Linked DNA regions of Macaca mulatta: region 2 is linked to region 1. A link is a contact called in public Hi-C data. All regions are on one chromosome and are shown on one strand. Each heading gives the region's core, a stretch centred on a gene start, on an enhancer-like site or on the middle of the called end of the contact. The rest is flanking DNA. Distances are from core to core; before and after follow the strand shown.

What was found. A called contact is a pair of places that touch in the nucleus more often than the background predicts.
Region 2: a contact with region 1 is called in a Hi-C map of fetal cortex germinal zone, with 5 times the contacts expected there. The contact joins the promoter of LSG1 here to the promoter of XXYLT1 in region 1. A contact is called at or near these places in 8 of 14 Hi-C or Micro-C datasets (CD4 T cells, blood, cortical neurons and 4 more).

Annotation. Positions count from the first base shown.
Region 1 is chr2:3,487,425-3,492,282 of T2T-MMU8v2.0, reverse strand. It overlaps XXYLT1 (xyloside xylosyltransferase 1), which reads right to left and starts at 2,059. Exons shown (of 4, transcript NM_001194076.3): 1 at 1,454-2,059. The coding sequence starts at 1,957.
Region 2 is chr2:4,076,940-4,081,855 of T2T-MMU8v2.0, reverse strand. LSG1 (large 60S subunit nuclear export GTPase 1) reads right to left here and starts at 3,104. Exons shown (of 13, transcript XM_015132544.3): 1 at 2,958-3,104; 2 at 937-1,063. The coding sequence starts at 3,056. LOC144338969 (a long non-coding RNA gene) reads left to right here and starts at 3,441. Exons shown (of 4, transcript XR_013413480.1): 1 at 3,441-3,529.

The DNA of each region.
Region 1 (4,858 bases), core at 810-3,309:
AAGTAGGCTGGAAAGCACTGGGTGTGCAGCAAGAGCTGCAGCGGGAGCTCCGGACAAGGGGACAGAGATCTGGCAACGGTGCAGAGTAGGCCCAGAGAGATGACAATGCTGATATTCCAGGTGGTGTTTGGAGACCTGGTCAAATTCCAAGATCTGCCCAGACTGACCCTATGGCCAAGGGCCCTCAGTTTTCTACCGCGAACTAGTGCAATGTTTCTCAAATATTAGAGTCATTAGGATCACCTGGGACAGGTTGCCAGGCTCCTCCTCCAGAAAGGAGCTTCAGAGGTCCAAGGGTCTAGGGACTTTCTCAGGGGAGGTGAAAGCTGAGTAAAGAATGGCCAAGGGCCCAAGAGGACACTGCAGGCAGAGAGTACAGCACGTATAAGACCCACTCTACACAGAGCTAAGGTATGAGGTGCATGTAAAGAAAGGAGGAGAGGTGAAGCCAGAGAGGTGGACCAGGCTCACAACACAACAGCCCTACCAAGAAACTGGGACTTGACTCCATAGGCAACAAGGAGCCACTGCAGACTCACGAAGCCTGCAGAATCCTGGCAGCAGCTCCCCTAGGCACTCACATAAACAACTCCTACCTCAGCATGCTTCCCCAATCAACATCAGTCTCCACCCTTTAATATCACCTACTACTCCTTTTCCAAAATCTGGCCTCGGATCCCCTCTGTACAACTATTCAAAATCAAATAAGCAATTCGACCTAGGTAATTCCCACTATGTCAGGAACCCATCTCAGACAAGGAGAGCCAGGCAGTGAAGAAAGATGATAAACAGAGATGGAAGCTGTCATGGAGGCAGATTGGTCCGGCCTGGGACAAGGCGGCCAGCTTTGCTCTCCCCAGATCATATCTGTTCCTCTTGAGCTTTCTCTTCCTCATTCGGAGAAACTCCAGCCTTCTCTAAATGGGTTCATGACCCTTGGAGGAAGGGGTAAAAGGGACACAGAGAGGAGATAAGATGGTTCACAATGAGTTTGACCAGATCGGACCGAAATACCTTAAGAGCAATGAGAAACGTCACTGCAACTTCAACACTTCCAGCGGCCTCACCAAGGCCCTCTCCAGTTGCTCAGGATGACTACTGGTGACCAGTCCCATCCTCATAAGTCAAAAACTGAGAAACATAAACAGAGGTGCAGACTCTGAAGGCAGTGCTGAACCCTGCAACGTTAGCAAAATGGGGGGGTGCGGACTCTGCTGGGGGCTGCACTTAATTGGGGGAGAGGAAAGCGAGGCGGTCATTAAAAACGCAGCTCCACTACTCAGCACCACCTGAGCGCGTCTGGCTCCGGGACACGCCCCCGAACGACACCTCCCGCAGGTTGTGAACACTAGCTTGCAAGCTAGTTCCCCGGATCCCCTCCGGGAGCGCGCACTGACCTCGCCTAGGATGGGGTGGGTCACCCACCGGGAGCCCCCAGCTGCGGCCCGCTCACCTTGCACTTGAAACCAGCGGCGGGCGGCAGGAGCTCCCGCAGCAGGCCCTTGGCCACCTCGCGGCTGGCCTCCTCGCTCACGAAGTGAAGGTTAAGCACCTCGTGCGCCTCGAACTTGGCGAGGCGCAGCAGCGAGCGCAGCGCGACGCGGGCCTTGGCCTGCAGCGCGACATTGTGCTCCGCCTTGGTGAACATCATCAGCAGGTGGTAGTCCACCGGCCCGGCCCCGCCGCCTTCCAAGCTCTTGGCCTTCGCGCCGGGGGCTGGCGCCACGGAGCCTCGCGCCACCTCCAGCGCGGGCGGCGAGGGCGCGGCGGGAGCCCCGGCGCGGGCCTCCTTCAGCCTCTTGGTGGCGCTGGAGAAGGTCTCCCGGCCCGAGCCGAGGTAGTAGAAGGCGCAGACGGCCAGCGCCGCGGCCAGCAGCAGGGCGCAGTAGTGGGAGCGCACAGCGCCCAGGCGCGCCATGGCCCGAGCGCATGGGAGCCCGCCTCGGAGGAGGCCCATGCGCTACGAGACCGCGGCGCCAGCGGTGCCAGCAACGCGGGAGAGCCCTCGGGGACCCGGACGCCGGCGGCCACTTAGCCCCGGCGGCAGGCGGCGGCCATGGCGGGGGCGGGGCCGTGCCGCCTGGAGCCAATCGCGGGCGCCGGTGCGTGGAGGGGCGGGGCCGGTCTGCCGTAACCGCTGGGTCTTAGGTTCCGAGGGTGTTAGAGGCCCGGCTGGGGGTTCAGTGGGATCCCGTGCCCGGCGTGGGAGGGGCGGACTGAGGACCCCATACTCAACCACTGAAGCACCACTATTTCTAGGAATTCTTCCTAATTTAAGAATGTTCTAAAATATTTAACCATAAGAATAAAGCAAGGCCAAGTATGGTGGCTTAGCCTGGGAATGGTGGGTTACGCCTGTAATCCCAGCATTTTGGGAGGCTGAGGCGGGCGGATCACCTGAGGTCAGGAGTTCGAGACTAGCCTGCCCAACATGGCGAAACACCATCTCTACTAAAAATACAAAAAATTAGCCAGGCATGGTGGCGGACACCTGTAATTCCAGCTACTTGAGAGGCTGAGGCAGGAGAATCGCTTGAACCCAGGAGGCGGAGGTTGCAGTGAGCCAAGATTGCGCCTCTGTACTCCAGCCCGGGGAAACAGAGCAAGACACTGTCTCAAAAAACAAACATAAAAATAAAGCAAAGTTAGGTTCATGAAGGCAAAAGATTGGAATCAAATGGTCATCAATGAAGTAGTTAAAGCTAAAATAATGCAGTCATTAAAAGTGATGTTTTCAACAAACTGCAGGTGGAAATTTTAAAAACAAATGGGTGAGGTGGCTCATGTCTGTACTCAAAGCTATGTGGGAGGCTGAGGTGGGAGAATCACTTGAATTCAGGAGTTCAAGGCTGCAGTGAGCTATGATTGCCACAGGACTCCAGCCTGGGCAACAGTGCAAGACCACATTTCCAAAAAAAAGAAAATAGCTACCCAAGCTGAGCCTTGAAAGGAATGGAGGCGCCCGAACGGAGGAACTTAGGTTAGCAAAAAGCGAAGCTGGAGGCACCAAGAGGGAAAGCTTTAATCTCTGCACCTTTTTTCCCCCAGTTTCTTGGAGGCTTTAAGCCGTCTCCCCCTCTCCCTGTACCCGAGCTGGAGCTGGGCAATTTAAACCGGCAGCTCCTCCCTTTTCCCGCTGCCCTGGGAGGAAATGGCCCGGGCCGCAAGTCGTCCCGGAGGCCGAGCGGAGGGAGGCTGGAGGATGCGGCCAGCAGGGGGACCCCGCCGCCCGCACGAACCTGCGAGGCTGCTCCCCGAGCCCCAGCGCAGCAACGCCCTGGAGGGCGACTTTCATCCGTTTTTTGTTTTATAAGCAACTTTTAACACTTTATCAAGAGCCTTTTTGGGAGTACCAGGGAGTTTTGCACACCAAGGTCCCCCGCCCAAAGTCACACAGCTAGCCAGTGGCAATTTCGACCCTAGGCAGTTAGTTGTACACTGCTAACTAGATAAAAACGTACTAACTTCAGGCTTCTAAGAATTGAGGCTATCCCAGTTTTTAAGTAAACACGCACAAGTGCTGTGCATGCTTGAGAGAGGAGGAGGTGAAAATAATGGACAAACGCACATATAGATTGGTCTCTCAGAGTTTGTTGGGCTCTGCCATCATTTCTCAAAGTGTGGGTAGAGCCCACCTTTCCCAGATCTTCGGTCCATCTCATTTCTAACTCTTGTTCTTTTCTATTGGAGCAACACTTTTCTGGAAAACACTGGATCTCTGAAACAGGCCTGGAACAAGTTCACACATACTACTCACCTTGGGGGAAAACCCAAATAGCAAAATTACCACACTCCAGCAGTTCATGTGATCCTTACAACTCTATGAGATAGAAGTATTTTACAGTGGAGGAAATTGAGATTTAGAGAATTACCCAAATGTAGTAGGCTAGTAAATAAAGGAGCTGGAATCCTAACCCAAGTCTTACTGTTTCCAATTCCAAGCGTCTAGTCAAGATTAGCTCCAAAAACAGTTAACTCAAGCTCTGAGTTGTGTGTATTTTACCACAACTGTTAGCATATGGTTAACAGCTGGTTAAGAGAGCAAGCCCTGAGGTGGATGATCCAGGCTGAAATTCAGGCTCTTCCACTACAGGTTGTTGGACTTTACACAAGTTACTTAATCACGCCGAACTGCAATTTCACCATATAGAAAATGGGGCTAATACTAGTATCTATGCTTCATTGGCTTATGAGAGACAATATTTAAAAAGCAGTTAGAACAGTGCCTACCAATAAACTCTACTAAAGACACCACACTCCTTTTTTAAAGCCTAAATATCCAACACATGCGAAAACACAATTCGGCAACCATAAGCTTTTCTGGGGTATTTACAAATAAACCCCAAATCTCTATTAAAGCTTTATTATATGTTCCACAGGCTCTCCAAGAAGCATGCTAGAGTATTATTAAATTCTAATTACTGTTCACTAATAAAGGAGAATTCTAGAATTTGTGCCTTTTCGTCCCCTATCTACACCATCAATAAGGTGAGTTTTTTTTCCCCCTCTTATTTTATAATCAATTTATTCAACAAACATTTCTTCAAACCTTTGTAAGAACACTACTCCCGGAATTTATGGCTAAGACATAATGATCATTTAAATTTTACATAAGGTGTGACCGGATGTGGTGGCTCATGCCTGTAATTCCAGCACTTTGGGAGGCTGAGTTAGGCAGATGCTGAGGTGTGCAGATCATGAGGTCAGGAGTTTGAGGCCGGCCTGACCAACACGGTGAAAATCCCGTCCCTACTAAAAATACAAAAATTAGCTGGGCATGGTGGCTGGCGCCTGTAGTCCCAGCTACTCAGGAGGCTGAGGCAGGAGAATCGTTTGAACCCGGGAGGTGGAGGTTGCA
Region 2 (4,916 bases), core at 1,855-4,354, 590 kb before region 1:
GGCCAGATGAATAAGTTCTGGAGATCGAATGTACAGCCTGGTGCCCATAGTTGATAATCATGTATTTACTAGTTAATAATACAAAATTTGCTAAGAGAGTATATATCTTGTTTTCACCACACACACACAAAAAAAACCAATGTGAGGTGATGGATATGTTAATTACTTGATTTTAGTAATCATTTCACTACATATATACATATATAATATAAAACCAAACATCACACTATATACTGTAACTATATACAATTTTTAGTTGCCAATTATATAGCTCATTAAAGCTGGAACCCACACATCCCCCCAAAAAACACTGAAAAATGAAATATGAAATCATGTTGCACACTTGTTTAAAGCTTCCCTTAAACCTTTGTTCTCTCCAGAATCTGGCCCATATCCACCTGCTCAGCACCTGTGCTCATCACATCCCGCCCCCTGCACTAGCAAAGTCAAACTTCTAGCCGTTTTCTGAACAAAGTCGGCTGCTGCTTCACATCTTGGCTCGAGTCCTCTGCCTGTCTGTGTAAAAGGTCTTATCTCATGTGTCCTTCTAACATCTATTCATTGTTCAAGACTCAGGCTGGGCGCGGTGGCTCACGCCTGTAATCCCAGCACTTTGGGAGGCTGAGGTGGGCGGATCACGAGGTCAGGAGATCAAGACCATTCTGGCCAACATGGTGAAACTCCGTCTCTACGAAAAATACAAAAATTAGCCAGGCGTGGCGGCATCTGCCTGTAGTCCCAGCTACTCGGAGGGGGCTGAGCAGGTGAATTGCTTGAACTCAGGAGGCGGAGCTGCAGTGAGCCGAGATCGCGCCATTGCACTTCAGCCTGGGCAACTGAGCGAGACTCCGTCTCAGAAACAAAAACAAAAAACAAAACCTCAGCCCTAGATGGAAATGTGACAGTGTCACATGCACTCAGCAATAAACAGCTTACCCGCTACAAACTCTGTTCCTGCAAGTTCTGCAGTAGCAAGGAAGTCATCAAGGGAGCTCTCTTCGGTCACTGACTGAAGATTAAGACGACCCCAATCATAGCCATCATTGAGTTCACTTGTGTGCAACTATGAAAAAACACAGGGTGATAAATACAGCTGCTCTCTTCTGCTCTTGGCATCCAATAAGCTCTAAACTTCCTTGCAACTAGTCTATAGTCTTGAGGATGGTTGTAGTCCCTTTAGAATCAATACTACTCATAGTTAACGTTTAAAGGAGCACGCTCTTACCTCATAATAGGCAGTTCCCTTTCACCATTTCATTAATTTTCAAAAACTTTTGAGGTGAATTTTATTGTATTTTCACTTCACTGATGATGAAACTAAGGCTTCAACAGATAAAATAACTTGCCTATAGTCGAAAGCTAAATGGCAGAGGTGGAACTTGAACCCAGATTGACTCTGCTAGTCAAAATTAGTTAAAACTTTACCTGATATAGCCCCACAATAATACATTTTACATAGTGACCCAAAGTTGTATGTACATATAATGATACAAGCATTCAAGTACCATTCCGTACAGTAAAATGGAAACAAAAGAATACTGAAGCCACACCCTATTACATGTAACACATTTTGATATTTCTCTATCTTGCTGGGGAAAAAGTAAAAACAAAAAAGCTAGTTGCAAACCACTAAATTGATTTCCAGACACAACCCAGAGTTTGATAACCATCACCCTAAGCTATATACTTAGTATAGGTACAAATAAAAAAAAGTGCCAGGCGTGGTGGCTTGTGCCTGTAACCCCAGCTCCTCAAGAGGCTAAGGCAGGAGGATTGCTTGAGGCCAGGAGTTTGAGATCAGCCTGAGCAACATAGCAAGACCCTGTCTCTCCAAAAAACAAACAAACCAACCAACCACCGGGCCTGATGCTGTGCACCTGTAATGCCAGTTAGTCAGAGATTAAGGTGGGGGATCATCTGTGCCCAGAAGGTGGAGACTGTAGTGAGCTGGTGAGTTATGATCACACCAATGGCACTCTAGCCTGGGTGACAGAGCATGACCCTGTCTCTGAAAATGAATGACTGAATGATGAAAAAATAAATATTAAAGGCCAAAGGTTTAAGTGGTCATAGAATCAGCAAAAATACGGAATTAGGATCCAATTCTTTACCATTCATGTTCAATCTTCCCCCTATTTCCTAAAAGGCTTCATTAATAACAAGTTTCTTCAAAACTAATAAAAATTACCAGTAATCTAATCTCCAGAGTAACTCTAACCTGATGAATACTGATAAGCACTCTATGCTGTTTACTCTGTAGACTATATGGATGAAAATCAACTGGTATGACAGTGGCACACGGTTAGTTAGCTCCAGGGGCACACTTAACTTTAGCACACGATCTTAGAACTCAAATGTTCTCATTCATTACTGGGGGAATGAATGGTGAAAATAACGTCTAGAATGATTAACACAAGTCAAATCACTTCATTTTTTTTAAAGATCCTTCTATAGCCTAGTAAAATATTAGGTCCCGTCACACCTGAAAAATGAATGATTTATCTTTGAGCTAAACCACTAGGGGGTGCTTCGTCAGGGTGAAGCAAGGGAATTATTCTGTATTTCTGGCAGTAACCAACCGCTTCTGGAGGATCCATTCTTTGAACAAATCAATACAAAAATACGTTGTGTCTCTTTCCTGCTCTGGAAGTTCCAAGCACTTCAGTGGCTTCTTGGGCAAAACACAAAACGTACTCAAGACCTGGCACTGAAGACTCTTCACATTCTCACTCCACGCCTTATCAACACACTAACCCTTCTTTCAAGCTTCTTCTACCTTTGCGTTCTGGGCCTTGCCAGGAGGAGGGCCTGCTACTTGGCTTGGCAGAAACTCCAACTCGTCCTTCAAAACCAGGCTGAGGCGTCCCTCCCACAAAACTTACCTGACTTTTGACCCCGAATTTTGCAGCACTCAGGCTAGACAGAAAAGATAAGAAAGATGACATGGTCTGTCTTACCCAGGAGTCAGTGTGACGATGGCTTCGGCTCCGCTGAGTCTGATGGCGCATAAGGGCCCGTCCCAGCGACCCACCGGCCGGGGCTCTCCTCCGGCCCATGGCAACACGACCACTGGGCGAAGCTTCCCCGCTCCGCGCGTGCAGTTTCCGGGATTCACAGTTCGATCCCCGGAAGTGACGATAAGCGAGCCCAAGTAGTTCAGGCTCAAACTTGAGAGGGGAAAGCAGAATGACTTGTCCTAAAGTGCTCTTTTTACGTCTCGAGCTTGCCAGCATTATAGAATATAAGTGAAAAAATGGTTCTGGGAACTTATCTATAGATTTCCTGGCGAACGTCTCGAGTTTCGATAAATGACTGAGTTAAAAGAATGGTTCATTCTTGATTTGTGCGGCGGTCTTTAGCGTCCGGCGAGAAACTAGCGTACCTCGAAAACAGGGCGGTTCCTATGCGCGGCACTAGCTCCGCCTCCCGCCGCTTCCGTCAGAAGGACGCGGAGACTCCGAGGAGGAATGTTTCGGAGGCGCTGGAACCGGGGAGGTTCCCCGCGCTGGTTGTCAGCCGGCGTCCCAAGGTGTGGTGTCTCCGAGGTCCAGCACGGCGGCTTTTTGTTTACCTAGCCGTCCCCAGCTGCGACGTGGGGAGAAAAGTCTTCGCCTGGATGTGAATTTGGAATGAGAGGCTGAATAGTATTTCCGGAGCTTGGCAAGGTTGTAAGGAAAGTTAACAGGAACTGACTTACGCTTTATTTCAAATTAAAAAATGTTTTAACGGTTCTAGTTACAATTTCATTACCCTTTTTACAAATAATTAAAATGAAAGTGAAAACAGCGAGCCAGCTCCACTCCTAGAGGCCTGGGCTTCTGTTCCTCCCTTGAATGTTTGATTTCCCTATAATGGGAATAATAGAAAGTCAGCTTAGAATTGGCTGTGTGCTGGTGAACTACATTCTCGTTGATCCAGAGAACCGTCTCTTTGTTTTGATGTTTAGAGAGAGGAAGCAGCTTGAGCAAGTCATAGACTGAGTGCGTGCAGTGTCAGGAATCAAACCCAAGGCTTGTCACTAGCCTGTACACCCCTGGGGAGAGCGGGGAATGAGGGTTGTTAACATGTATTATTTATTTATTTTTATTTTTTGGGACAGAGTCTCGCTTTCCCCTAGGCTGGAGTGCACTGGCGTGATCTCAGCTCACTGCAACCTCTGCCTCCCGGGTTCAAGTGATTCTCCCGCCTCAGTCTCCCGAGTAGCAGGAATTACAGACGCGTGCCACCGCACCCGGCTAATTTTTGTATTTTTAGTAGAGACAGGGTTTGGCCATGCTGGTCTTGAGCTCCTGACCTCAGGTGAATGCCCACCTTGGCCTCCCAAAGTGCTAGGATTACAGGTGTGAGCCACCGCGTCCAGCCAAACATGTATTTTTAAATCATAGGATCAAGGTAATGCATATATTACTTAGCATAGCTTGATTTAGCCAGTCCACAATGTACACATTTATCAAAACATGCTGTACAACATAAGTAATATACAATTTTTACTTGTCAATTAAAACAACAACCAAAAAGAAATAAAAGAAATCATAGGATCAAGAATCCATTTAACCCAGGGCTTCTCACACTTTAATGTGCATATAAATCCCCTGGAATCTCGTTAACATGCAGATTCTGATTCATAAGTTCTGGGGTGAGGCCTGTGGCTCTAACAAGCTTCCAGGTGATACCCATGTTACTGGTCCCTGGGTTACACTTTGAGGAGCAAGAGTAGTCCCCTCTTTTCTGGTGCAAATGAAGACAGAAGTGGACTGGCTAAAGGTCACAGCAAGTTAGTATCAGGCGAAACTGGGTCCAGACTCCCACCCATTCTGAATTCCCTGCCAGGCCCTCTGTGTGCTACACCTTACCCCTCTTACTGAATTGAAGTGAGTTGAAATGCCCAAGGGACCGCTGACAAGCTGCGAAGTAGT